5 separate regions of the Mus musculus genome follow, and regions 1, 2, 3 and 4 are each linked to region 5. Evidence: chromatin contacts called from public Hi-C and HiChIP or PLAC-seq data. All regions are on one chromosome and are shown on one strand. Each heading gives the region's core, a stretch centred on a gene start, on an enhancer-like site or on the middle of the called end of the contact. The rest is flanking DNA. Distances are from core to core; before and after follow the strand shown.

The links. A called contact is a pair of places that touch in the nucleus more often than the background predicts. HiChIP or PLAC-seq counts read pairs in DNA pulled down with a chosen protein or histone mark.
Region 1: a contact with region 5 is called in an H3K27ac HiChIP or PLAC-seq map of trophoblast stem cells, with 5 times the contacts expected there. The contact joins the enhancer-like site here to the promoter of Syngr1 in region 5. A contact is called at or near these places in 6 of 39 promoter capture datasets (the 3T3-L1 cell line, 3T3-L1-derived adipocytes, the HPC-7 cell line and 3 more), 1 of 484 Hi-C or Micro-C datasets (muscle stem cells), 5 of 115 datasets of contacts at active chromatin or transcription factors (the SCID.adh cell line, astrocytes, bone marrow-derived macrophages and 2 more) and 2 of 9 other capture datasets (adipose tissue and liver).
Region 2: a Hi-C map of the N1E-115 cell line shows a contact between it and region 5, with 5 times the contacts expected there. The contact joins the enhancer-like site here to the promoter of Syngr1 in region 5. A contact is called at or near these places in 3 of 39 promoter capture datasets (the 3T3-L1 cell line and hippocampal neurons), 3 of 484 Hi-C or Micro-C datasets (B cells, the N1E-115 cell line and myocytes) and 5 of 115 datasets of contacts at active chromatin or transcription factors (the NIH/3T3 cell line, bone marrow-derived macrophages, embryonic hindbrain and 1 more).
Region 3: an H3K4me3 HiChIP or PLAC-seq map of pro-B cells shows a contact between it and region 5, with 3 times the contacts expected there. The contact joins the promoter of Kdelr3 here to the promoter of Syngr1 in region 5. A contact is called at or near these places in 2 of 39 promoter capture datasets (liver and pre-B cells) and 2 of 115 datasets of contacts at active chromatin or transcription factors (large pre-B cells and pro-B cells).
Region 4: an H3K4me3 HiChIP or PLAC-seq map of bone marrow-derived macrophages shows a contact between it and region 5, with 2.9 times the contacts expected there. The contact joins the promoter of Csnk1e here to the promoter of Syngr1 in region 5. A contact is called at or near these places in 2 of 115 datasets of contacts at active chromatin or transcription factors (bone marrow-derived macrophages and large pre-B cells).

Annotation. Positions count from the first base shown.
Region 1 is chr15:80,813,773-80,818,870 of GRCm38.p6, reverse strand. The region is part of intron 4 of Tnrc6b (trinucleotide repeat containing 6b); the gene reads right to left. Among named protein-coding and RNA genes, the nearest start is that of Tnrc6b, 110 kb to the right of the region's middle. Within about 2 kb of position 3,835, at least 85 of the 459 cell types and tissues checked have an H3K27ac peak or open chromatin away from gene starts, as enhancers often do. A contact at or near this core is called in the HPC-7 cell line, the SCID.adh cell line and trophoblast stem cells, where this site is marked.
Region 2 is chr15:80,636,697-80,641,454 of GRCm38.p6, reverse strand. Grap2 (GRB2-related adaptor protein 2) reads right to left here. Exons shown (of 8, transcript NM_001289442.1): 4 at 2,891-3,010. Among named protein-coding and RNA genes, the nearest start is that of Mir6957, 7.0 kb to the left of the region's middle. Within about 2 kb of position 2,209, at least 80 of the 459 cell types and tissues checked have an H3K27ac peak or open chromatin away from gene starts, as enhancers often do. A contact at or near this core is called in the N1E-115 cell line, bone marrow-derived macrophages and pancreatic cancer cells, where this site is marked.
Region 3 is chr15:79,513,634-79,518,749 of GRCm38.p6, reverse strand. Kdelr3 (KDEL (Lys-Asp-Glu-Leu) endoplasmic reticulum protein retention receptor 3) reads right to left here and starts at 2,342. Exons shown (of 5, transcript NM_134090.2): 1 at 2,110-2,342. The coding sequence starts at 2,200.
Region 4 is chr15:79,439,916-79,444,708 of GRCm38.p6, reverse strand. It overlaps Csnk1e (casein kinase 1, epsilon), which reads left to right and starts at 2,652. Exons shown (of 11, transcript NM_013767.6): 1 at 2,652-2,781.
Region 5 is chr15:80,088,405-80,093,334 of GRCm38.p6, reverse strand. Syngr1 (synaptogyrin 1) reads right to left here and starts at 2,001. Exons shown (of 4, transcript NM_207708.1): 1 at 1,843-2,001. The coding sequence starts at 1,941. It overlaps Gm31134 (predicted gene, 31134), which reads left to right and starts at 1,501. Exons shown (of 2, transcript NR_168675.1): 1 at 1,501-1,784; 2 at 2,324-2,602. It overlaps Gm24204 (a small nuclear RNA gene), which reads left to right and starts at 4,782; the gene lies at 4,782-4,888.

The sequences.
Region 1 (5,098 bases), core at 2,586-5,085, 720 kb before region 5:
TCCTTATGAAGATAAAATCTCCCTGAAAGGTTGTCAAGAGGACTAAGAGGTAAGGTGAAGTACCTGCTATTTGAATGAATAATTAATATTGTTCAATGTCCTTTCCCCACCAGTGTCATGAAAACAGCATGATTCAGAAACTGAGAGAGAGCTCATGACCACCAGCATGGAGATCTTATCACTGATGAAGGAAGGCAAGGGGAGGCATGGAAAGTGCCAACAGAGGCTCCATGACCTAAAATGAGCCAAGAGAACAGAGCTGGTGTTGTGGGTGAGAAATAAACAGGCTACATTTTCTACCCTGACTTCCACATGGTGATGCCAACTAGTCCCAGCAACCCAATAAATGCCAGCCTGTGAGCCTCCAGACCACAAGATGCAGTCTCAATGCACAACCATCTGGGATATTTTCTATTAACTCTTTAACACAGAGATCACATTTTTTTAAAACCCAGCAGAAGCAAGCAATTTAAAAACCAAAGGTATTTAGAATATAATGTACCACAGACCATTCTAGAAGCAGCAAGCATGGAGGCTCATGACTATAATTGCAGTACTTGTGAGACAAGCAGGTCAAGTGCTATAAATTTGAGGCCAGCATGGGCTACATAGTAAGTTTTGGGCTAGCTTTGGCTATGAGTGAGAACCTATTCCAAAAACCAAAAATAAGTGATTAAAAAAAAAATAAAAACAAACAAGCACAAAGCAGGACAGGGACAGTCCAAGCAGCTAAGACATTTCAAGCACACGACCTCAACAGAAAGTACTAGGGTCTGAAGCATATCTAAAAATTGTAAGCAAATTAGGCTTGGTCATCTGTTTGCTCTATATTTTCAGTATTTGACTAAAGTCTCTTAGAAAAAGTACACAGTAGTCTTTCTTTGTTGTTTCTTTTAAAGCCATGTAGTTAGGAATGGTGGCTCATGACTGCAATCTCTAGGGGGCAGAGACAATATTATAGTTGCAAGTTCAAGGCTAGTCTGATTTATAAGAGGAGTTCTGAGCCAGCCAATGCTAGATAGCAATAGTAGACACTGTCTCCAGAAAGGGAAATGACACGTGTACAATTTTTTTTTTATGTTAGAAAGACAGAAGGAAGAGTAATGTTCCTTCAAAAGCCACAAGAGTAAACTAAAGTATTTTTTAAAATGTATACAAAATGCAGAGGTACCAAGAATAACCACTGTGGTCTCCATAAGTCATTCTTTTGCCATTGGGTAGCTAAAGCTTGTAAAGCCTCCGTGCTTCTGAACAGCTTCTAGGTAAAATGTAAAGAGGTTCTCCCTGGATTTACAGAGAGTCTAGAGGCAAAGCACAGGCTTCAGATACAAATGAAAGTACAGGGCAGGGAATCACCTCCTTACCCACTAGTCAAGTTCTCCAGAAGGGCCTGTCTGAGCTAATAACCAGGAGCACTCTCCCTGGAACAGGATAGAGGCTTCTGCTGGGAAAAACAAAGAGCCCAACATAGGGTACAACAGTCAGCCCTTGGGTGAAGGTATCTGTGGGGGACTAGTTCCTGCACCCAAATCCAAGGACAATCAAATGAGACAACAATGTAGTGCTTGTGTGTACACTATGATGTAGTGCTTGGACATAACTCGTCCTCTTACATCTCTAGATTTCTTATAGCAAATCATATCTTAATTACTTACAATACTTGACAAAATATAACTACTAAGTAAACTGTAAATAGTTGTTGTATTGTTTAGGAAATAATGAAAAAGAATAAAAAGCTCAGCACATGTTCGATACAGCTGTTAAATTTGTTTTCCATGGCTAAGTAGGGCCACATTCTCACTGTTGTAGTAAGTGCAGACTGAGCCTGGAGTGGTGGTGCAGGCTTTAGATCCTAGTACTCCTGAGGCACAGGCTCATCTCTGAGTTGAGAGTGTCTACATAGTGAGTTCCAGGCTAGCCAAGGCTACATAGTTGAGATCCTATCTCAAAGAAAACAAAGTATAAATACATATTTTAAAAACGGGGGTGGGAGGTGGTTGGGGGGAGGGGACAGCCTATGGTCCCCTTCCCCATTCTTCTCAACATTACTTTGATATAAGAAAAGCTGGTTCAGAAAATTTTAATACGCCACTGCAAAGTTCCTTGGCCAGAGAAGTTCCTTCTAACCACCTTCCCCCATCACCAAATATCAGTGCTTAAGCACCCAAACTCAACAGCTAAGGCTGTTAGGATCACTTCCTATCTAACCACTTAGCACAGCTCACCAGATCTTTGGTAAGAACAAAGGATCTATAGTATATAAAGATCTGTTAGAAACAGCCTGCCTGGTTCACAAAACAATTACAAGATAGAATCACTTCAGCTTATCCTTCTAATATATGAAGTTCTACCTCGGGCAACCTAGTTTTCTTTTTCTTTCAGGCTGTTTCCTATACTGGTTTTTAGTTTATTCCAAACTTGGCCTAAGCACCCATGAACATGCCCACATCCCAACCCCACTTATCCTATGCAGATCTTCTCAAGCAGATCTTCACTGGGACTCAGATAACCCCAACTGTCTTTCACCTTGACACACCAGCAGAGAACCCTACATGTCCACAGCAATTACCAGTAGAGCCTGCCCGCTTCTCAACAGGGCTCTGGCAGGGAGAGGGGCTACTCTTAAATATCGTCTTCCTCTGCCTCCCTTTTTCTATTTAACACTCCACCTCCTATTTAACAGAGCCAGTGAATGTAGTGAGAATTTTGGTTTCTTTAAAAGACACAGAAATATTATAGAAATATGTTTTTCGTTTAATTCTAGGTATGGGATATGGGGCTGCTTCAAATTGCCCATAGCAGCTGACTATGATTTGCCTCATGCTCTAGCAGGAGTGTAATTTTGCCAGCTGCAGATAGTTTCTGTGATTATGTGACATTTGGAATACTGGGGACTTTTTAGAGGGTATATAAATGCTAGGACCCTGAGAGGTTGTTGGGTTGTTGGTTTGTTGCAGTTTGTTAAGTAGTTGTGAGTAAAGAAGAAAGAACAGAAGAAGAAAAAATTAGATATCCTGACTGCAAAGATCAAACTTGCCCCAAGGAACTCGGTGCCCTTAACTAACAGGAAATAGTTTAGTGATAACATCACCCTCTTTCTGACCCCTGAGGCTATTATAGGATCTCTTTCCTTTCCTCTCTAGTCTAGTGTTAGGGGTTGAAATGGTTGAAGAAAGGGGGTGGAAAAGGTTAAAAGAAACGACCCACAAAGTAGCAAAAAGATAAGCTACAAGTGAATGGGGGAACACTCCCCCTCCCCCCAGTAATCTTTCCCAGGTTCCAAATTGAAAGAGAGGGAGGGGGAGGGGGAGGGGGAGGGAGAGGGGAGAGACTGACCAGAAGAAGTAATGTATTGGATTTGCTGGAGTTACAGGTGGTTGTGAACTATACAATATGGAGTGCTAAGAACTGAACTCCGGCCTTCTGGAAGAGTAATAAGCCTTCTTAATCGCTGGGTCATCTCTCCAGCTCCAAGTTAGTAACTTTAACAAGTGCCTTTTGGGATACAGGCTCAGTTTATGGATGATGCCTTCAGCCCTGTCCACTTTTTAATGACAGCATTCTCATTCAGGAGAATAAAAGTCTAACAAGGGCAGGGGTTTTTAAAACTCCATTTTTGCTCACAGCTTTATCCCTAGATACTAGCAAAGCTCCTTGCATACATACAATACTCAATAAACTCGCTTACCCACTCAACAACACTGAGAACTAACTGGGTATCGGAAGCTGTGTAGGTACTAGTTAACAGAACAAGTTCTGGTTCTGAGCCTACTCAAAGTAATGGCAGGAAGAGATGAGAAGGTGATGTGATAGACAGGCACTCGGCAATAGAGGGCTTACCTTGGCCTAGCGCTTCCCAACTTCCTGTGTGGGCTTCTCTTGCACCAGCCCTTTTCCTGTTCTCATCTGTCTCGCATAAACTGAAAGCTCCCAAGCTTGCTCTAGCTCCAGCCCCTTCCTTTGTCTCCTTAGGTTACACTAACCATCTAGCAAATGTAGACCATGTCCCAAAGCTTAATTTAATGTACACCTCTTTCCCCAGATCCCGGCTTGACTCTTCCCGGGCCTGGAGTATGTACACCACACCCCTGTCCTCACTCTCCCAGGCAGACTTCACGTCACAAGAGCCTCTAGAAAACAGTCTTTTCATGTTTCTAGTTGCTGCCCAGTCACTCCTCTTGCTCTGTGACTTGTCCATCCATAATCTCTCCACTTCCTCAGATGGATGTCAGTTCAAGCAAGCTAAACACACACACACACACACACACACACACACACACACACACCCCTGCTTTCTTTAAAACCCAGTTTTTATGTGTGTGTTTTTGAGACAGGGCTAAGTAGGGCCACATATGCTCTACACATATGTGTAGTCCTGGCTGTCCTGTACCTCGCTCTGTAGAACAGGCTGTCCTTGAACTCAGAAATCCACCTGCCTCTGCCTCCCAAGTGCTAGAATTAAAGGTGTGTGCCACCATCTGGCAAAATCCAGGGTTTTTTGTTGTTGTTATTGTTGTTTGTTCTTTAATTATAAAACACATCAAGACACAGCTCTAGCTGGCTGAGGTGGTATATGCTTGTAATCTGAGCACTCAGGAGACTGAGGTAGGAGAGTCACTCACAAATTCCAGCTAGGGAGCCTGATCTGTAGTGTTAAGTAAGATACTATCTCAAAAATAAATGGGAACAGGGAGAAAACCTAAACAACTCTTCCAGATAGCCAATGCTATCCAACAACACTATCCTGAAACACTAATAAACAAAAACTGAGAGCCAACAATATGCTAAACACTTCAAAACAAACTCAGACAACCCCTAGAGCAACTTCCTGAGGAAGGTATCACTGCCCCAGTCAGTACCTTAGAAAAAAGCTGAGGTACCCAGCACTGTGACTGGCCCAACTCTGGGCCAACTGCACATACAACAGCCCTGACTTCAGAAGCTCATTTATGCCTAAGTCCTGGAAAGGGCCAGGCAGAAGGATTGTAAGTTTAGGGTAGCTGAGAAGGACCCCCTCCCCCCAAGTGCTGATAGGGTCAGCATAGCAGAGTAGGCCAGTGAGCTGCTAGCTAGGGCCTCAGTTACTGGAGTAGAGTGA
Region 2 (4,758 bases), core at 960-3,459, 550 kb before region 5:
AGAGGTAAAGGGCTTTGGGGAGTAGAAATTCCTCTGAAGGTAAGTAGGGGATTCCCAGGGATAGTTTTAGGGGGGTTGTGTTTGGGGGGAACAGGGATTCTGGCCTTTATTCTCATCTTTAAGCTGGGTTCTGTTCATAGTCAAGAGAAGCCAAAGGTTAGTCACTTCTTGCCCAGCTGATTTGGGGTAGAAACTGACACGTGGCCATCACTGCTAGTCTTCCCTAGGAGTTTGGACACTAACTGGCTTTTCTTCAAGATACAGCATCTTAACTCATAGGAGAGGAAGTATTTCTTGTGTATAATAATTATTCACCCAGTCCCTCTCAGCAATCACAATGAATATCACGTTGCTGCTTGACATCTGTGTCTATAATGTTGGATGACCTACTGGTATTGAGGAGAGTAAAGAAAAGGATGTGACTCAAGTCTCCAGATATAAAAGACTCGCATCTTAGCAAAAGAACCATCATGGGTTCTTAGCCCTTTATGTCCATGCCATACAGTATTTGAAAGAATAAATAGAAGTGGTTTTGCTTTGGGATGTATAGTGCATGTTTTCAAAAGATAGTGTGGAAAGTACTCTAATGATCACGAGAAGTTGCCTTGTCTCAATACCAGGCAAGACTCTGGGAGAAGTCTAGGCTAAGCATTGTATATAATTCATGTCAGTCAAGGAATATGACCCATAATTCCTAGCTGAAAAAGTCAAGATCAAGTTTCTTAAACTCAAAGGCACCAAAAGATGCACTTCAGCCCAACAAATTGCTTGGTGCAGCTTGAGACCAAGGCCCTTAAAAACAAGTTTGATTGGGGCTGGAGAGTTGGTTTGGTGGTTAAGAGTACAGGATGCTCTTCCAGAGACCTGGGGTTGGATTCCCAGCATCCAGTTTCAGGAAATCAATCGCCCCCTTCTGCCTTCCACATGCACTTCATATACACGGTATGCAGACATACATGCAAAATCCATACACACAAAATTTTACCAAAAAAAAATAGGGTTGGTTGGCTTATTTATAGACCAAATTTTCTCTAATGAAGATCCAAGGAGTTTAGACTTTGGGATATTAATATTGGCTTGAGCTAATATTTAGGACTGCCCGACATATGAAATTTTAGTTAAGGAGAATTAGGAGCATAGACCTAGTGACAAGTCTCTGTGGGTGTGATGGTTTGAATAAGAATGGTCCCCATAGGCTCATGTATTTAAATGCTTAGTCACCAGTGAATGGCACTACTTGAAAGGATTAAGAGGTGTGGTCTTGTTGGAGGAAGTGTGCCACTTGGGGTGCCTCTCCTTCCTTCTTCTCCACCTCTTTCTCTCTCTTGGCCCACAGAGCAGGATGTAGCTCTCAACTACTTCTCCAGCACCATGTCTGCCTGCTCGCTGCCAGGCTTCCTGTCATGATAATGGACTCACTCTGAAACTGGAAGCCACCCCCCAATGACATGCTTTTGTTAATGAGAGTTGCCTGGTTGTGGTATCTTTTCACAACAACAGATCAGTGACTGAGACAGTGGGTAAAGGTGTCGTCCACCAAGCTTGATTCCCCAAGTTCAGTCTCGGGGACCCATGTGGTAGAAGGAGAGCCTCAATTCCTTAAATATATCTTCTGACCTCCACATGTGCAAATATGTGCCCCAGCTACCACATATGTCACACACACACACACACACACACACACACACACACACACACACACACATTCACTTACACACATACAATATATATATATATATATATATATATATATATATTCTTTTTGTTTTAGCAAGATGTCAAAGTTGATGACATTAAGGAGACAATGTGACAAGGTTGTGACATTAAGTACACTCTGAGGTGAACAAGCCTAGAGACAACTGGCCCATTAGTCCTTCCTGCCTATGCTTTAAAAGTTCCTCTCTCTCTCTAAACAAAGCAGCCAGTTTATCACCAGAGATTAGATTCTCAATAGAAGCAATAAAGCCTCACACCTTTAGAAACCTATCAACTAAGGCGGGGTAGCATTGCCTGTCAATTCACCGGGCAGGGGTGTGAGTTCTGTGTAGGCTCTGGCCTCCTCTGCTAAGAGCTGCATTTCTTGCATTACGTGGTCAAGTCTCTGACTTGCAGTCTTTGACATGCTGACCACACACACTGCCCGCAGAGCTGGGGTTTCTCAGCTTAGGTCTGTGTCACATCCTTGCCTGGACTGAGTCACTTCCTGTAAGGTGCAGCGGTGCAAGGGTTACGGTGTCAAAGTTCTCTCTGATCCCCCTCACCGGGGGCCTCCCTCATCTCTGTTCTGCTCTTTTCGATTTGGCTTTGGCTTTGCCGTGACCCTGCTGGGGGAAAGCAGCCTCGCTCTGGGTCCAGCAGCAGCGTGGGATTTCTGCTCTCCTCTGGCCTTTCTTCAGCCATCTACTGACAGAAACAGACAAGGTTAAGAGATAGCCAAGTGGGAGGTCCTTTCCTTCTTCCTCTCCTACTTCCATAGATGCTTCTTGTGTCTGGCGCTGTCCAGAGCACACATACAAAACATATCAACTTGCTTTCTGAAAATATTTGGGCAGGACAGGGAAACAGATAAATACACACTTGTTTCTTTTTTTCTCTTCAACTTGTTCTTAATATGTAGCCTTGGCTATCCTGGAATTCACTATGTAAACCAGGCCAGCCTTGAACTTACAGAGATCAGCCTTGGCTCTGCCTCTTGAATGCTGGAATTAAAGATATGTATGACCACTACACAGGTCATTTTGAACAGAAATCAGGATGTGGAGGAGCTGAGGAGACATGTTCTGGGGAAGAAATAGTCCAGTAGTTAAAGAGATGCCACCATGTTTCTGACCAGTGGCTGATCTGGCTTCAGCAGGCTGAGAAGGATCAAGGCGGGTTTAGTTGTCAGTACCTGACAGAGATGGAGAAGTCTCCTGGGGAACTCTGGCTGGCCCTGATGATGAAGAATCCAATGTCCTTGCCCATGAGTAAGTTTTCTGCTTGATGTCGAGAGAGGCCTTCATGGAACCACCTATTGCAAGACAGGGTAAAAAGAGTTCTTTGAGACACGTGATGGTGGTGCGGAGGGAGAAGGGACATGGAAAAGAGGTGACTTGAGGGAGGAGGCCAGGGACGGTGAGTCAGGGTTTGGGGCATGCATTCTAAAGATTTATTTATTTATTTATTTATTTAATGTATAAGAGTACACACCATAGCAGTATAGATGGTTGTGAGCCTTCATCTGGTTGTTGGGAATTGAATTTAGGACCTCTGCTTGCTCCGGACAACCCCACTTACTCCAGTCTTGGCCCCGTTCACTTAGTCCCTTCTTGCTCCAGCCCAAAGATTTATTTATTATAATAAATAAGTACACTATCACTGTCTTCAGATGCACCAGAAGAGGGTGTCAGATCTCATTATGGATGGTTGTGAGCCACCATGTGGTTCCTGGGATTTGAACTCAGGACCTTCGGAAGAGCAGTCAATGCTCTTACCTGCTGAGCCATCCTACCAGCCCTGGCATGCATTCTAAAACCTAGCAATGGTGGCTAACTGCTTCCAGGGAAGCAATGTCCACTGCTCTGTAATTGCTCTCTTTGTTCTTGTCCCTCCAGAAGTTTCTCTCTAGCTTGGGAAACTTGAATCATGGAAGTTTGCTGCTGTACCATGTGGGGCTGTGTGGGATTGGCTCCCGGTGGGATGAAGTCGCCTGCCACCAGGAGAAGAGAATGCATGGGGTAAGAAGAGCTGCTGCAGGCACGGAGGCATGGAGGCAGGGCATCAGGCTAGGCTGGGAGACAAGGCCTGGGCACCCATTCCCTTCCTGAGATGCCAGTGGCTGGGCACTTTTCCCCAGGAGCATCCAGGGGCTCAGGCTCTTTGGACTAACACAGAAGCCTCAGGGGCTTGACAGTTATGTCCAGCAGAGACTGCCAAGAGCCCAGGAAATGATGTTGCAAACACTTGGAGCTCAGCAGCTCTAACAGCAACATCTGCAGCCAACTTCCTTAACTCTTTTGTGAGCTATTCCCTGCACTTCGAGGTCATTTACCTAAAAAAAAAAAAAAAGTGGATCTAGGTTTGATGAACCTTTACAGAGGAAACAGAGATGTAGAAGAGACACCATACGGTCAGGGCGGCAGTGGCTGGAATGTTCCAAAAAAGTCAAGCACACTGGGTTAGGTGACCGGTGGCTGCAGCTTCTGCCAGGAGAGCACAAACTCCTCTCTGCTCTAGAATGAGAGTTTCCATCACAGCCGGTAGAGGTTGGACCCTGTCACATTGCTTCTAGATGGCTGCTCTAATTGCTGCTGTCGGAAGGCTAATTAACGCTCGAGTCCCTTTAGGACAAATGCACGGCAGGCCTCTGTGCTTCACAGGATCTGAGACCCTTGACTCCAGACTCAGATAACAGGAGGGACACTTCCTCCAGACCTGGGCCACAGCAGTAGGCTGGAGCCTGGGGTTTCTGGTGTCCCACACCTCTGCAGGGCTGAGCAGCTGATTGCCACACGGAGAAGGCACAGTAGTGACAGGAGTAGGCGGGTGGCGTGTGCTACCACAGCTATAGCTCAAAGGGAAGTTTGCAGCAGAGGCAACAGGCAGAGACCTTTAGAAAGGCAGAGGCATCTAGAAAAGCTACGTTCTCTAACTAGATTAGAGTATGGAATCTTTGTTTTTTTTTTTAAGACTTCCAAAATTTTCCGTACATTTTGTGTCAGACACAGGAGGCCAGGGTTTCAATCTTCCTTATTATTCTAAAGCTTATTTTTCACTTTA
Region 3 (5,116 bases), core at 1,093-3,592, 570 kb after region 5:
TAGATTCTATTCCAAGTGAACACAGGGTCTGCATCCTGTGACCCCTGTAGTGACTCTGCCTTCCTGTGCCCACACTCCCTGTCTCACTCTTCTGGTTGTGACGGGCAGTCTTGGGATGGTTTTTTTGTTTTTGTCTTGTTTGTATGTTTTCGAGACAGGGTTTCTCTATGTAGCCCTGGCTATCCTGAAACTCTCTCTGTAGACCAGGCTGGCCTTGAACTCAAGAAGATCCACCTCCCTTTGCCTCCCAAGTGCTGGGATTAATGGAGCGTGCTACCACTACCCAGTCAGAGTGACATTTTTAATGATGGAGGAGACTCCTAAGGTCTCTCCCACTCTGAAGAACACTGGGCCCAGATACCGGCTGCAGGCGAGTGTGGGCCTCACATTCCTCACTAGTAGTCCTGTTTCCCCTCCCCCCCATCCCCCGCACATGTGATTGGAGCCATGTGACCAAGACCTAGGACCTGAGTAGAGCCTAGCAGGGAGACAGACGAGGCCATAAAGGAACTCCTATAGGGGGTGACACAGATGGGGAGGCGACCTAGACCAGGTGGGGCTGGCTGTGTTGCCCCTTCACCAAGCCCTTGCCAAAGAGGCACCTGCCCTATTAGGACAGTCTAGGCAGCAGCTTCATGGGGGATACCTGGCCACTATATCCTCCAGTCCTCTTAACCTTGTAGGCTCAGGGTTCTACCCATAGTGGCTCCACACATAAACACATAAACACTATCCCTACCAGAAGCCCAGGAGAAGAGAGACACCGTGAGTGAGTCCCTCTGACTGATAGGGAAACAGAAGCCCCAGGCTACACAACTCAGCAGGACAGTGGGACAGTGGCCAGTGTGTCTCTGGCATTTGGGGCTGGCACCAGCTGCCATTTTTCTTTCGCCTACAGCAACGCATACTGATTTGCTCCTCCTGTCGCTTTCTGCTGGTCTCTCAGTAGGTCAGCTCCCTAAGGCAGGGCATTGGGGTATCAGGGCACAGTGTCCCTCACAGGATGAGGGAGGAGGTAACAAGCACTCCCCCAATCCTACCCCGGACCTCTAAAGCAAAGTCACAGGCCCAGCAAGCAGAAGGGCCGTGAGAGACGATCTCTCAGGCAACTGACTACTACAAACCCCCGGTAACGTCTAATTCAGTCCAGAGCCACTGGATCCAAAATGTGTCTGATCCATACTCAACCAAGTCCCTCTCCTGATCAGCCTCCCAGGTGACATCTCAAAATGCTCTCAACCTCCATTTCCGGAGTCTCAAGAGACCTGCTGAGCCTCTGCCTCTGCTCCTACTTCTTCGATGGTTTCCTTCATCCTGGATCCCGAATGTGACCGGAAAAAGCCTTTCACCATTAGTCCATCCTACCTTCTGGATTCCTCTTCCTCCTGTGTCCTTCCCAGGACATGCCCTATGCCCTGTGGCTTCTACGTATTTGCACGGGTGTTCTCAACACCGTACCCTGTACCTTGAGCACATACCCTGCCCATCCTCTCTGTCCACGTAGCCCTCAGCTGCTCTCTGCCTCCCCAGCTCTGGTAGAGTCTGAGCTCACACTCAATTGCATGCCTGGGACAGGCAGGGAACGCTAGGAACGGAGATGGCTGAAAGACAATGGGCAGCTTCTTATTAACCCGGGGACTGAAATCATCAACCCAGCCTCCAGATATTTCCCATCCCAGCAAGGCCGCTAGACCTGTAGACAAATCGCGAGCCCCTCCAACGCCTTCCACTCAGAGCCAGCTCCACATCCCTGGGCCAGGCTGATATCACCAGCTGGCAGGAAAAGGCTCTCTCTGGGGAAATAAAAGGCAGGAGAGAATGAAGACTCGACGACTAAGGCGACTTCAAATATGGTCTCCTCCCAGGGGAAGGTCCCCCTCCACTCCTCGCCCAGCAGCCGTGATACTGCCAGCTGCCCAGTTAAGGATAGGGCGAGAAGCGTGAGGTAGGGCTCTTCATGGAGACAGAAGCCACGCTCCCTCATAATCTCCCGGATCCTCTGATGTCGAAAAACTTCGCTGAAGTTTTTGGAAGCGCGCGCGCCCGGCTTCCCTCTGAGCCTAAGTCCTCACCATGGTCCGGTCCCGCCCCGCCCCGGGCGCCGCTCACCGGCGCAGCTCTTGGACCTCCAGATCTTCACCAGGAGCAAGATCATAGCCAGGAGGTGGCTCAGGTCCCCGAGGATTCGGAACACGTTCATGGTCCCGCCCGCCGCTCCCGCGCCGTGTCGCGCAGAACTTCCCAGGGAACTTTCTGTTGCGCGGGGCGCTGCCACGTCCCCGTCCCTGCTCCTCGCGGTGCCCCAGGCCGGTGCCGCGCCTCCTTGCTGGCGCGCTCCCGCCGCGCGCACCCTTGGCCGCGCGGTGACGTGGCGGGGCGGCCAGGCGCGGGACAGGAGCCAGGAAGCAGCGCTTCTCACGTCCCCACGCCGACAGGCGGGGCAGCTTACACAGCCGCTGCTGGCCCAAGCCGAGCCCCTCCCTCTCTGGTCCTGCGTAGGCACCAAGTGTTCCTCTCATCCCCAGAAACCACAGTCAGGGCCTGGCACTCACTTCAAGTCCTGACTTTCATAGCTCTGTTGGGCCCTGGGTGGTGGAAGCAGGCTTTCAGCCGCGGAAGACCTCCCAGGTTGGAACTCCCGGGAAGTGGTGCTGAAAGGAGCCATCACCTGTTAAACTCTGAGATAACCTGAGCTAGCTCTGAGATAACCTTGTTGATGGTTTCCGGTGGGGAGAGAGGCTGACTCTGAGTCCCCTTTCTGGGCTTCAGTATTGACTACAAGGGAGATGCTAATGGTGTAAAAGAGGCTGAGTGTGTTGGGGATGCCCACCGCCTTCATTTCTGCCCCCCTCTTCTTCATGTGGGAAGACACTGGAAAGAACTTCACTGACCAGGAAAAACTCCAAGCACGGCATAGAGGCAGGCAGGATAGAGTAGGAAGAATCTTAGGTGGGCTGGAGGCCTCCATTGCTATGTGAAGCATCCTCTCTGGGCACAGGTCTATTAATCTATAGCTATGGAACCGATAAACCAAGGGCCTTTCTGCCTTCTCCTTGATCCCAGCCCCCCTCCCTCCTGTAGCTGGTTTCTTCCTAAAGAAATGGCTTCGTCTGGCTCCCTCTGTGTGCAGGAGAGGCTTCGGCAGGATGAAGATCTGTTGCTTACGGTGTTCGCCAACTCTTTCCTGGCCTCCATTGCTTTACCATTACTCCCCGCACAAAGCAGTTCTGGGAGGCTTTGCATGTGACCAGTAGCACTGCCTGGGGGGTGCAGCATGGGGGACCCTGGGCAGCTTGCTGTGAATCTACACACACACACACACACACACACACACACACACACACACCTTTCCTGGGGAGATGAAACACACTTGTCTGCTCACCCCAGATAGGGAGCCCACGACAGCCTAAAGTACAGATAGTACCAATATCCAGCTTCATGAATTAATGAGTTTTGCTGGAGTTACTTAGAGGAATATGGGTGAAGGGTTGCTTACAGGAGCAGGAATGACTCAGAGACAGCTGCATCACCAAAGCCCACCCAGCATGGGTGACAGCTCACCAAGCTGGGAACCTGGAGCTCTTCCCACTGCCTGCAGGCAGCTCAGCAGGTTGGAGAATATCCTTCCCAGGTGCCTCAGTTGGTCTAAATCTCTCGAAGGCTGCTCTTCTTGTTCTGAGTCTTCTTACTCCCTGCTTACTCTGGCAGGGAGGAGCCTAGGGAATCTGCTCAGTTTCAGGGAGTTCCTGAGACTATTCTTGTTGTTGTTTACCTCCCTGCTTAAGGAGCTACCCAGCAGGATAGAATGTTTTAATCTCAGAGGAAGCTTATATAAAACACACAGAGACAAATGCACACTCACACAGACATACGTACACATGGACACACAGACACACACAGACAGACACAGACAGATGCACACACAGACACACTCAGATACTCATACACACATACAGATGCACACACACAAAACACGGGCACGGTATAGGCTTGAGGGACACCATCTCAACAATGTGCCCAAGTAGGGAGGGCACTGCCATTCTCACACCACACACAGAATCCAGGGCCCAGAGAGGTGCTATCATTTCTGATGATCACACAGGACATCGTGTCAGCCTAGAGCCCAAGGCCCAGCTCCATAGGGTTGGAATTCTCAGCCCAGAGAGGTGGATGACCAGGTGTCAGCAAAAATTTACACCAGACAAGGAGCGTTCCTGTGATGAGGGCCAAAGGGCTTGCGCATCTGTGGGAGGTTTGCATATATTTCGGGTGCTAGGCAGCACATTAGACATACTGGGCAGCCCTTCCCTGTGCAGCCTTAGAGCCCAGGGGGCAGGGAATGGACCCTGAGGTCAGACAGGTGAGGTACATGGACCACGGCTCTCTGGGAAAATAAATGGCCCTCAGTTCCCTGCCTAGATGTCTCCCCCAAGCAATGCCCACAGAAGGCAGTGGTTATTTAAATCTCTCAGGTGAGGCTACCCAGCCAGCTGGCATCTCCTTCCAGCGCCCACATCCTCCTCAAGCCAGAGAGAACGAAGCACATGCAACACATCTGTCCGGGAAGCAGCGCAGCTGTGGGCGGGGCCTGAGGCAGGGAAGGGGCTGAACCTTCCCCTTCCTTTAATTCCTCCCAGGAGACACTGGCAGGGGGACGGGCCAAAGTCGGGAGGCCTGAGAAGTGACCATCACGGGGGCAGAAGGGAAAGAACAGGCTGGGAGGCTGCAGGGCTTGGTCCATATCCAAGGTCTGCTACTGTGCCTGTGAGCCTGCGCATGCCCCTTCTCTGGGCCTCAGCTTGCCTGTCTGTTAAATGGGGGAAATGGAGAAAGAACAGCTGAATGCTTTTCCATGATTCTGGTGTCTGGCGTGCCTGAGGGTCCTATGAAATGGATACTATGTTGGCATCTTACAGATGGAGAAATGAAGGGTCCAAGTTGTTTGTTGCTCTTGCAAGCCTGTGTCAGCATCCTTTCTCCCCGGTACTGTCTCTCTCTGTTTCTCCCGGCTGCTGTCTCTCTCTGTTTGGCAATGAGCTCTTCACACCCATCCCATCTCCAAGGTGGAGCATCTGAAAGCACCAGGGAAAGCAGGTGTGCTGGTTTCTACCCCAGT
Region 4 (4,793 bases), core at 1,403-3,902, 650 kb after region 5:
CCTTCTCTTGAAGGCCTGAGAATGGAGGGGCCCCACCCCCCGAAGAGCATGGTGAACATGTGGCTCTCAGGAAAGTGTACCAGGCAATTGAATGGCCAGGGCCAGGGCCAGGGCAGGAGGTCATAACAGAGAAGCACCCAGATCATCAAGAGAATCATAGGTAGGGACATGCAAGGGAAGGTCATTTTTAGGACCAATCTGAACACTTGGTAAGTCAGAATGTCCATAGTCAAGAGACCTGGACTCATCCGCACTGTGCTGGGTGTCTAAGGCTGTGCCTGAGCCCCGAGGCCAGTGCTCTAGAGGGCCCAGGGGTCCGGAGGGGTATGAAAGTAAGAAATGGTACAAGTGTCCAGCTCAGAAATGAGCAGGGGGTGGGGGAGGGGGGAATCTGCTCCTGACCACTCAGAACTGTCAAAAGCTGGTGTGGCCCCTGGTGAGCTGGGTTTGTCTGCCTGCATCTTGTGGGTCAGCGGAGGGTGGCCCCGGGAAAGATGCCATCCAGCTATACCTCTGGGCTTGAAAGCTGGAAGTTGGAGGGGAGGATCTTTGCGAGGAGCTGAAGGCGGAGCCCTTGGCTGTTAGAATGAGGCAGGATTTCTGTTTGGGAGAAGGCTCCCTCCTTTCCTCCCTCTCCTCCACTGGGTTTTGCGTCACGGCTGTTTCCCCTTAGAGCTCAGCTGCAAAGCTCTGTAGAGGGCTCACAGCTTGGACTCATGAGGGTGTAGGAAGGAAGAGGCTCAGGCAAAAGGCAGCTGTGTGGGGAGCCACCTTCCAAGGGGGGTAGATCTGGGAGAGGGAGTCTAGGAAGGTCCAGCCACCCTGTACTCTTCTGAAGGCCTGGTGTGTGTGTGTGTGTGTGTGTGTGTGTGTGTGTGTGTGTGTGTTAGAACTGGGGACTTTTAAGACCAGCTACCCCTGGATACCCAGCAGAGAGTCTATAGCTGGAGGGTGTGGGCCTGGGAGAGGCTGCAAGTCCTGAAATGGAGGGCAGGTGACAGGATGAGGAAGGGAAGCTGGGACAGTGGACTCCAGACGGAAGATTTGTTCCAAAGGACCTGCGATGACCAAGAAGGGGAGGAGAGTGGCTTTAGGCAGCGCTGGCTGAGTTCCATCTCCAGACAGGTTCACCCTTGATCCATACCCCCGCGTGAGGGCTGAGGTACCTCCAATTCCCTTTCTGGAAACCACAGAGTGAACATCAACTCTGTCTGCTGTCCTCACTGGAGAGGGTTAAATGAGCTGAATGCCTCTCCTGGCGCTGCAGCAGAACAGGCCTACGTTTGGAAAGCTGGGCCCATGTTGGAAGGTTTGGGTGGTAACATTGCTAGGAGGACATTGATGCTTGCTGTGTTCTGCTCAGTCTTGCCAAGGCCCCACGGCCTGGGCTCTGACCACTGAGGCTGACTGCTGTCCAGACCAGCTGCCTCTGGTGAGGATTTGTGCCCTGCGTGGCCAAGGCTTCAGGAGAGAATGCGGGCCTGTCATACAAAACCTGCCAATTGTGAATCAATTGACAAACGCAAAGCCAAAAAGCACCAAGCGGGCCATGCTCAGTCCACCACCTGGGCAGAGAGAGCCAGTTGCCCGGTTTACCATCACAGAGGCCTCTGGAGGCAGCTCCTCCTCATTCTCCTGGTCTTCTGATCGGCATCCCCAGGTCCACCAGATGAACATGGCCATCTTGCTGGGCTGTGTGGGCCTGGGCAGACCTTTTGCCCTCTCTGGGCCACAGTATCCTGCCCTCCTGCCCTGTGATAGGACCTGGTCTATAGGTCTCCCAGCAATCTCCTCAGCCTCGGGGAGAAGATGCGGTTATTATGAAGTGACTCTTTCTGAGATGTGCTTCCGGGGTGATCAGAGGTACTATGTCCACAGTAACAGTTGTGTGTGTGTGTAGAGAGAGAATGTAGGTGTGTCATAAGTTGGAGCTTTGCATGACCCACTGTAAATATCATTTTAATAGCCTTGTGCTGGGACCTTCCATGGTGGAGCTGGAAGCTGGTGGGAAGCCTTCATTAACTCTCCCATGACCTGGGAAGGCTATGGTCCTTCTTCCTCGTTTGCAGTTAAGGACATTCAGGCATTGTCTGGGGGATGACTTTGTTGAATGAGCACCTCTGGGTCCCTGACTCACGTGTGAGTTCTTGGTGAGGGGCAGGGGGCTCAATGGGTGAAACTACGTTGGAATCTGAGGGACTGTCACAGTGGATCTGAACGGCAGAGGACAGAGCAAAGAAAAGTGTCTGCCTGGAGTTTTCTCTGACCACACATCCTTGGTCCTTGTCCACGCCCCTCAGTCCCTATGCTTTATTCCCAAAGCCCCTGGCCAGTGTTCTCTACAGCCTTCAGGCTACTGAGCCCTAAATCTCTTTTGCAGTGCCAGGAGTCTCAGCTGATTCTCTCGGGGGTCCCCGCAGCTTTGGCTGGAGATAGGGCAAGGCCTGAGTATAGGAAATCTTAGTTTTGTGTGCCCCTCACCCAGGGTGGCAGCGTCAGAACACGCTCTCCGGGGGCTGCGGGCCCTTTAAATCCTCCGGGGCGGCGGCGGCGGGCGGGGGATGACATCAGCGGGCGGGCCCGGGGCTCAATGGGAACCGCGGGGACGCGCGCGCGGGTAGGGAGCGCGCGAGCCGGCGGCGGGGGCGGGCGGCGGGAGGCGGCGGAGCGCGGAGCCTGAGCCCGGCCGGGCCGAGCGCAGCGCAGCGGGCCGGGGAGAGGCTGGCGCGCCCGCGGCCCGGCGAATCCTCTGGCATCCGCCCCGGCGGCCGCCCCGGCGCGGTGAGCATCGGGGGCCGGGGAAGCGGGGTTCCCTCCGCCTCTTTGTGTTTTCTTTTTGCGCGAGCGCGGGGCGGACACGCGCATCCGCGCAGGGCTGGGGGCGCCGCCCGTGAGGACAAAGGCGCGGCCGGGGACGCGGAGGGGACGGGCGCTTCGCAGGCCGCCGGGTGCACCGAGGCGGCCCCGGGTTGGGGCGGGGGACCTGCGGCAGGGGCCTGGCTGGGGTCCCGGGGGCGCTCGGGTTCCGGGCCGGCCTCGGCCCCTCCTCTGTGTCCTGGGCTCCGGGTCACCGAGGCCGTTCTCGCGTAGGGTGGGGGCGCGCGGGGGTCCTAAGTGATGGGGTGCGTGGTCACCCGGGCCACCGGCTTTGTTTTCCTTTGTGGCGAGAAGAAGGGAGGGGGTTATTTATCGCTTGGCTTCTCATTGCGGTGTGCGAGACAGCCTTGTGCTTCAAGCCTGTGAAAGCTGGGTGCCTGGGCGCCTCAGAGGCAGGGCTGCGACTTAGGCCACCCCCTCCCCCTACTTTGTCCAGAGTTTCCCCACATATTTCTTAGCATAGCCTCCCTTTGGAAAGGGGGTCTAGAGAGAGAGAGAAGGGGGTGCAGTTCCAATGAATACTTGCGTTTGGGACGCCTTTCCTAGGTTTAGGGCATTCCTTCAGTTTTTATTCTACTGATTCATTGACCAGGGTCTTGGCCCTGTGGAAGGTGGGTGGTGTGTGTGTCAGGAGGTGTGTGTGTATGGCAGGGTGACACGGGACTGCCCATGTGCCCAGCTGCTTGTAGTTGTAATTTTTCTAACCAGCTGAGAAGTCTTGACTCCTCATGGCCACCCCCCCCTTTTTTTAACTTTGTTTATTCCCCTCCCCCACCCCTCCCGTAAGGGACAGAGTGAAGAATTGGAAAGCTACTCTGATTTCCTGAAGGAGCCCCCACCCCAAAGTCAATTTCTTGGGGTGGCGGTGGAGGGGGGCTTTTAAGTGGAGGAGGGCTGGGACACGCTAGACTCCAGGGCTCTGGTCTCCAGGGTGGGGAGACCCTGGCGTTGGTAGGGTCCTTCAGGGTTGGTGATTGTGCAGAGAGCCGTGAGTGGAGAGGGGCTTGGGGGGTCATGTGCAGTGTATTTATGTAAGACTCCCAGACAGAGGGCACTGGTATTTATATAACCTGGCGTGGGTATTTATGTAATATAGGATGCAGTATATTTATGTTCCTTTCCTAACCTGTGGCTTTCCCAGATGCCATGTATGGTCTCTGAGTCGGCGTTAGTGGAAACCCGGCTTTGGGGGGGGGGGGTGTTTGTGAGTACACAGCCAGCCCCCCCTTTCCTGTAGGGATCCTAAGTGTGAGCCTCTACTCCCATGTTCCCCTTGGCGGGTGCCCTTAGCAAGCTGGACCATGTGTGGACCTGTGGTGCCAGGCTGGTGGGTTTTCTGCAGATATGCAGTCCTGTTCTTGGCAATCAGGGCAACTCAGCCATGTGGGCAAAGACCCATGATGGGAGAGCCCAGAGTTTGGCTGGCACCCAGCGGCAGCCACTTCCTTGTGGCTGGTAGAAGGACAGTGGTGGCTCTCGGGGACTTAGTACTAGGCTAGGGTGTCTCTCCTGGCTTGGCTCTCTCGCTTCTGGGGCTGATGGAGGAGCCCCAGTGAATCTCTCCTGGTTTCCTTCCAGGCCTGGTATCTGGGGGCAGGCTTGGCACAGGGAAAGGGTCAGCACCCCTTACCCCCAAGCAAGCCAGCAGTCACTGTCTCACCGAAGGGTTTTACTTCTCAAGCCTGGAGTGAAATAAGTTCTGGGTAGGAGGCCACCAGGTGGGCCAGCTGGACCCCTGTTTGGTCCTAGGTGAGATTTCTACCATTGGCTAGCTTCTGTGGGGATGGTAGCAAGGCCACTCTGGGCTCCGGTTCCCATCTATCTGCCAAAGGAGTGCCCTCTTGTTCCCTCACACCAGCTCATGTGTAACCATGCAGAGGCACCAAGGAACCAGTCTCCCTGTCTCATAGTTTACT
Region 5 (4,930 bases), core at 752-3,251:
AGATTTTAAAAACATTTTTTTTTCCCCTCTAAATGCCATTGCTAAAAATATAGAGCACCTGGGATCCAGGTGTGGGAGCAGGGCCTGAAGGTCGGGTCGGGAAGGGCTTGGGGCTGGGCTTCATCACCTTTACAACCTTCCCAGTCTGGAAACTACAGGAGTTGCCATCTCCTCTGCATCAGAAGCCCAGTCCTCTGGTGACAGGAAGACTTGAATTCCAAGGCTTGCCTGCCTTTCCCAAGATCCATGAGTGGGTGCTAGATCTAGTTCATTTTTCTCCCTCCTGCTGGGCATGTCCTCCTTTGACCCTGATGTGAAGTGTAGGTCCTCTGTGTCCCACTAGAACCAACATGACATCACCTCCACGAAGCACATCCATGCCACAGCAGGGAGACCTCTGGTCCTGGCTCCCTCTCTAGTAGGACTGTGGGCTCCCTGAGCATCAGGACCGAGCCTGAGCCTGAGTCATGCTGCCCTCCCTCCCTTCCCTCCCCTCCGGGCCTGGCAGACTCAATAAAGCTTTGCTAAATGAAGCCATCACCGGTAGAAATGACCCAAGCAGAAGGAACGCCCACGCCCCCTCACAAAGCTTGTGTTTCCAACATCCCAGCCAGGGGCTCCAGAGAGGTCAGAGGAAGCAGCGCACCTGAGCAGGCAGGTGCCTCCAGGGTTCCCGTTTTACCTAGGGCCTGCAGGGGCATCTGAGAGCTGGGGAGGGCCAAGAATGAATAAATCCGGTGTCACAAACCCTCGCGGATATAGCTGGGCTGCACGGCCATGAAGAGTAACAGAAACAAGGCTCCCCACAAGAAGGAAACGTAAAAGATCCCCGTAAGACCAGAATTAATCTCAAGCCATTCCACGCATCAGATCCTGAAATGGCCCTGAAAACGAGGAAAGGAGGGCACCTCTGCAAGCCCGGGTCACAGCTGACTTCGGTTATTAGCCCCCAGGGGTCCGTGACCCGTGTCACCAATGCAGGCTCTTCTGGTCTTAGCACAACAGGAATGGACCCCCAGATCTACAGGGGCAAGACCCTCCATGAAGCCAGCCAACCCCAGAGCCTACAGGCCTCCTCACCCTGGGGTGCAAGGCCTCCTGAGCCACTCCTTCAAGATGTTTCTGCCCCACCCCCCAGGTTTGAGCTGAGCCCCACTCAGCACTGGGGGACCTGCACGGACTAGGTGGGCTAAAGATTGCGAACAAACAGACTTCTCTGCTCTCTATTGCATGGAAGGAACCTTTCTCCAGACCACATTTAGAATCCACTCAGGTGTTTGTTAGGGATCGGAGAGTTGCGGATTCATAAAATGTCAGAGCCCAAAGGGGCCTGGCTCCTCCCACCCCTATAAATCGAGAAACTGAGGCATGACATAAGAGGTGACGCTCCCCACCCAGATCCGAACTGAATCCCTCGTATCTTTTTTGGGGTGGTTCCCTGCCCAAGGTCACGCGGCAAAACAGATGCGGGTCTTGACGGAACCCAAAAATCCAGGCTCCAGACTCAGAGCTCCGCAGCGTACAGAGTGAGCAACAAAATCTAGTTCCAGGTCCTCGCCCCGAAAGCGCGCGGCAGGTGCAGCAGTGCGCCCTAGAAAAAGATCCACGCCCTGATCCGCGCCCCCCAATAAGCGGCCTTAAACTTGGGCTCCGTCCCCACCGACGCACGAGAACCTAGCCGCTAAGTGTAAAGCAGCGACAGCCTGGAGGTCTCGGCGATGGGACTGAGGACCTCGGTGACAGGGGCCGTGATCCGCTTGTGTCAGCAGGGCCGCCCGGGCCAGGTGAGGTCGCGTCGGTGTCCGGCGCCCCGCGCCCCAGCCCGCCTTGCTGTGTCCTTACCCAAGACACGACGCGCAGGATGGTGTGTGGCTGCCTCACCAGGGTGTAGGGGTCGAAGGCGCCCCCGGCTTTGCCCGCTCCGTACGCACCCCCTTCCATCGTGGCTGCACCGCGCGGCGCCCCCCGCTCGGCGCGCGCCGCCGACCCGTGCGCGTGCGCGGCGCCCCCGCCCCCTCCCCTGCGCTCGGCTAGTGCTTGCCGGGGCTCCCGCCAGGGGGCGTCCGTGCACGGCAGGTGCAGCTCCCCGAAGCTCGCGCTCAGAAAGCGGGTGCTTCTTGGGGTCCCGGTGTGGGGCGCGCTCCCAGCCAGCGGGGTGACCTCTTTGCAAAATAGCGCGTGATCAGGGTGTGGACAGAGAGTGCAGCCGCATCCCCGCTTTCGGAAGCCCTCTGAGATGTAGTTCTTCAGGAAACTCTTTTTGTTATGTATTTATTTATTTATTCATTTGCCTCTTTCCTTTCGCTCTCTGCTTCAAATAAAGGGAAGGGGCTCCGTTTGATCGTACAGTGGCTCATTGAACGCGTCCGTAGGTCGCTGGCTGCAGTAATGACCCTCTCTAAGAGATCTGCACAGCCTTCTCGGGCCCCCAGAACCACCTAGCCGCCGAGCTCCACCGATGATGTCATGCACGCGCCCCCTGACCTGGAAGGCGCTGTAAGGGAGGCAAAAGCTGGGAAAAAAACAGACCTGAGACTCCCTTCCCCTTCCACCACAGCTCCCGATCCCTTTCCTTAATCCAATAATTAATTATGTACTTATTTCTTCCGTTGTCTCCTCTGTCTGTGTGCTCCTGCTGGTCAGGTTTTGTTTATATCCAAAGGCCTCACAAACAGTAGGTGGTCAATAAATATACTCTACCCCCTCCCAACCCCAACATAGTTGGCCCTTTGGGGCTCTTGGGGGCTTTTTTTGTTTGTTTGTTTGTTTTTTGTTTTTTTCGAGACAGGGTTTCTCTGTATAGCCCTGGCTCTCCTGGAACTCTGTAGACCAGGCTGGCCTCGAACTCAGAAATCCGCCTGCCTCTGCCTCCTGAGTGCTGGGATTAAAGGCGTGCACCACCACGCCCGGCTCTCTCGGGGGCTTTTGTCGTTGTTTTTATTTGTTGTTTTTGTTTTGTTTTTGAGACAGAGTGGCTTGTAGAGGCCGGCCTCTGGAATTCACCGGGAGGAGGGGGATGGGTTTTGAATTTCTATTCCTCCTGCTGCTTTATCCCTGTGATGGAGTTTCAGGTCTGAGGCAGCTGTTATACTATGATCCTATAAAACGTCTAGAGGAAAACAAGGGAAGATCTTTATAACTTTGTACATTGGAAGACTTTTTTTCATTTTTATTTTCTCTTTGTCTTGTATTAGTGTCTGCCTGCATGTTCATATGAGCATCGTATAAATGCATTGCCTGAGGAGGTGAGAAGAGGGTGTGGGATTCCCTAGACCTGGAGCTCTACAGACCTTTGTGGGTCACTGTGTGGGAATCAAACTCTGGTCCACTGCAAGGACAAGTGCTCTTAACTGCTAAATTCACTGTATAGCCCGTGTTCAGTTCAAACTCGGGACAGTCCCATGTCCTGAGATCACAGGCATTAGCCATCACATCTAACAAAGCATTTTCCCTGAAGCACAAAACTGTGTGGTCAGGAGGTTCCTGGGCTGAGCAGCCAGCACCGGTACTTACTACAAGTCCTTGAATGTTGTACAAATATCCTCCTCTTGCCCATATGTACCTTGTCCTGAGTTCTATGGCACACATAGATGAACACGTTCATATCTTTCCACGATTTATCTCATAACAATAAATTCACAGGGTGGAGCAGTTTCAACAACAAGTATGCCGCCTACACCTTGGTAATCTAGCCAAGGTGATTTTATTCCAATCCCAATTACTCATATTAACACGCTTGTCACCCGGCACACGGGAAATCAATGAACTAATCAACCTATCTACGTATATGTGGTTTACACAATGACCGTGCAGTTTAAAAGGCATGGCTGACAGCGGTGGCACACACCTTTAATCCCAGCAGAGCCAGGGCTACACACAGAGTTCCAGGACAGCCAGGGCTACCCAGAGAAACCCTGTCTCAAAAACAAACAAACAAAATAAATAAAGGAAAGGCTACCACATAGTTGAAGAGGTATCAGAAGCAGGCTTACGGAAATGCAAATAGATGCAGAAAAGACAAGGTAAGAACCCAGCCAGCATCAAGGAAGAGAGTATTGCTGAGAGATCACTGGAGTGTCAGCTCCAAATCTGAACTGCCAGGGCAAAGACAGGCACAGGAGTAAACTATGCCAACAGTAAGGGACTAGGCGAACAACTATTCCTTTTTTTTTTTTTTTTTTTTGGTTTTTCCAGACAGTGTTTCTCTGTGTAGCCCTGGCTGTCCTGGAACTCACTTTGTAGACCAGGCTGGCCACAAACTCAGAAATCTGCCTGCCTCTGCCTGGGATTAAAGTCGGGCGCCACCACGCCCGACTTTTTTTTTCCAATTATTTTTAATTAAAAGCTTTTGAACATTTTAGTTATTTTTATGCATATGTTTTTTTTCTTTTTTCTTTTCTTTTTTTTCTTTCTTTTTTTTTTTTTTTTTTTTTTGCCTGCATCATGTGTGTGGCCTAAATGTGCAGTACCCACAGTGGCCAAATGAGGGCACTGGATTCACTGGGACTCAAGTTACAGACCACTGTGAGCCACCTTGTGGGTGCTGGAGGAGCTGCCAGTACTCTTAACTACAGACCCATCTCTCAAGCCCCTATTTTTAATTTGCTATCATTCTATTTATCATGTGCGTGGAAATCTAAAGGCAACTTGGGAATAGTTGCTTCTGTTCTTCCACTAAATGAATCCCAAAGACTGAACTCAGGACATCAGACATGGAAAGTGCCTCGTGTTTATTATTTGCTAGCCCTCATATTTATTTTTTATTTTTAAAAGTTGCACAAGTGCTGGCTTTGGCAGCACATATACTAAAATTGGAACGATACAGAGAAGATTAGCATGGCCCCTACGCAAGGATGACACGCAAATTTGTGAAGCATACCATAAAAAAAAAAAAAAAAAGAAAAGAAAAGAGTTCCAGGCCAGCCTGGTC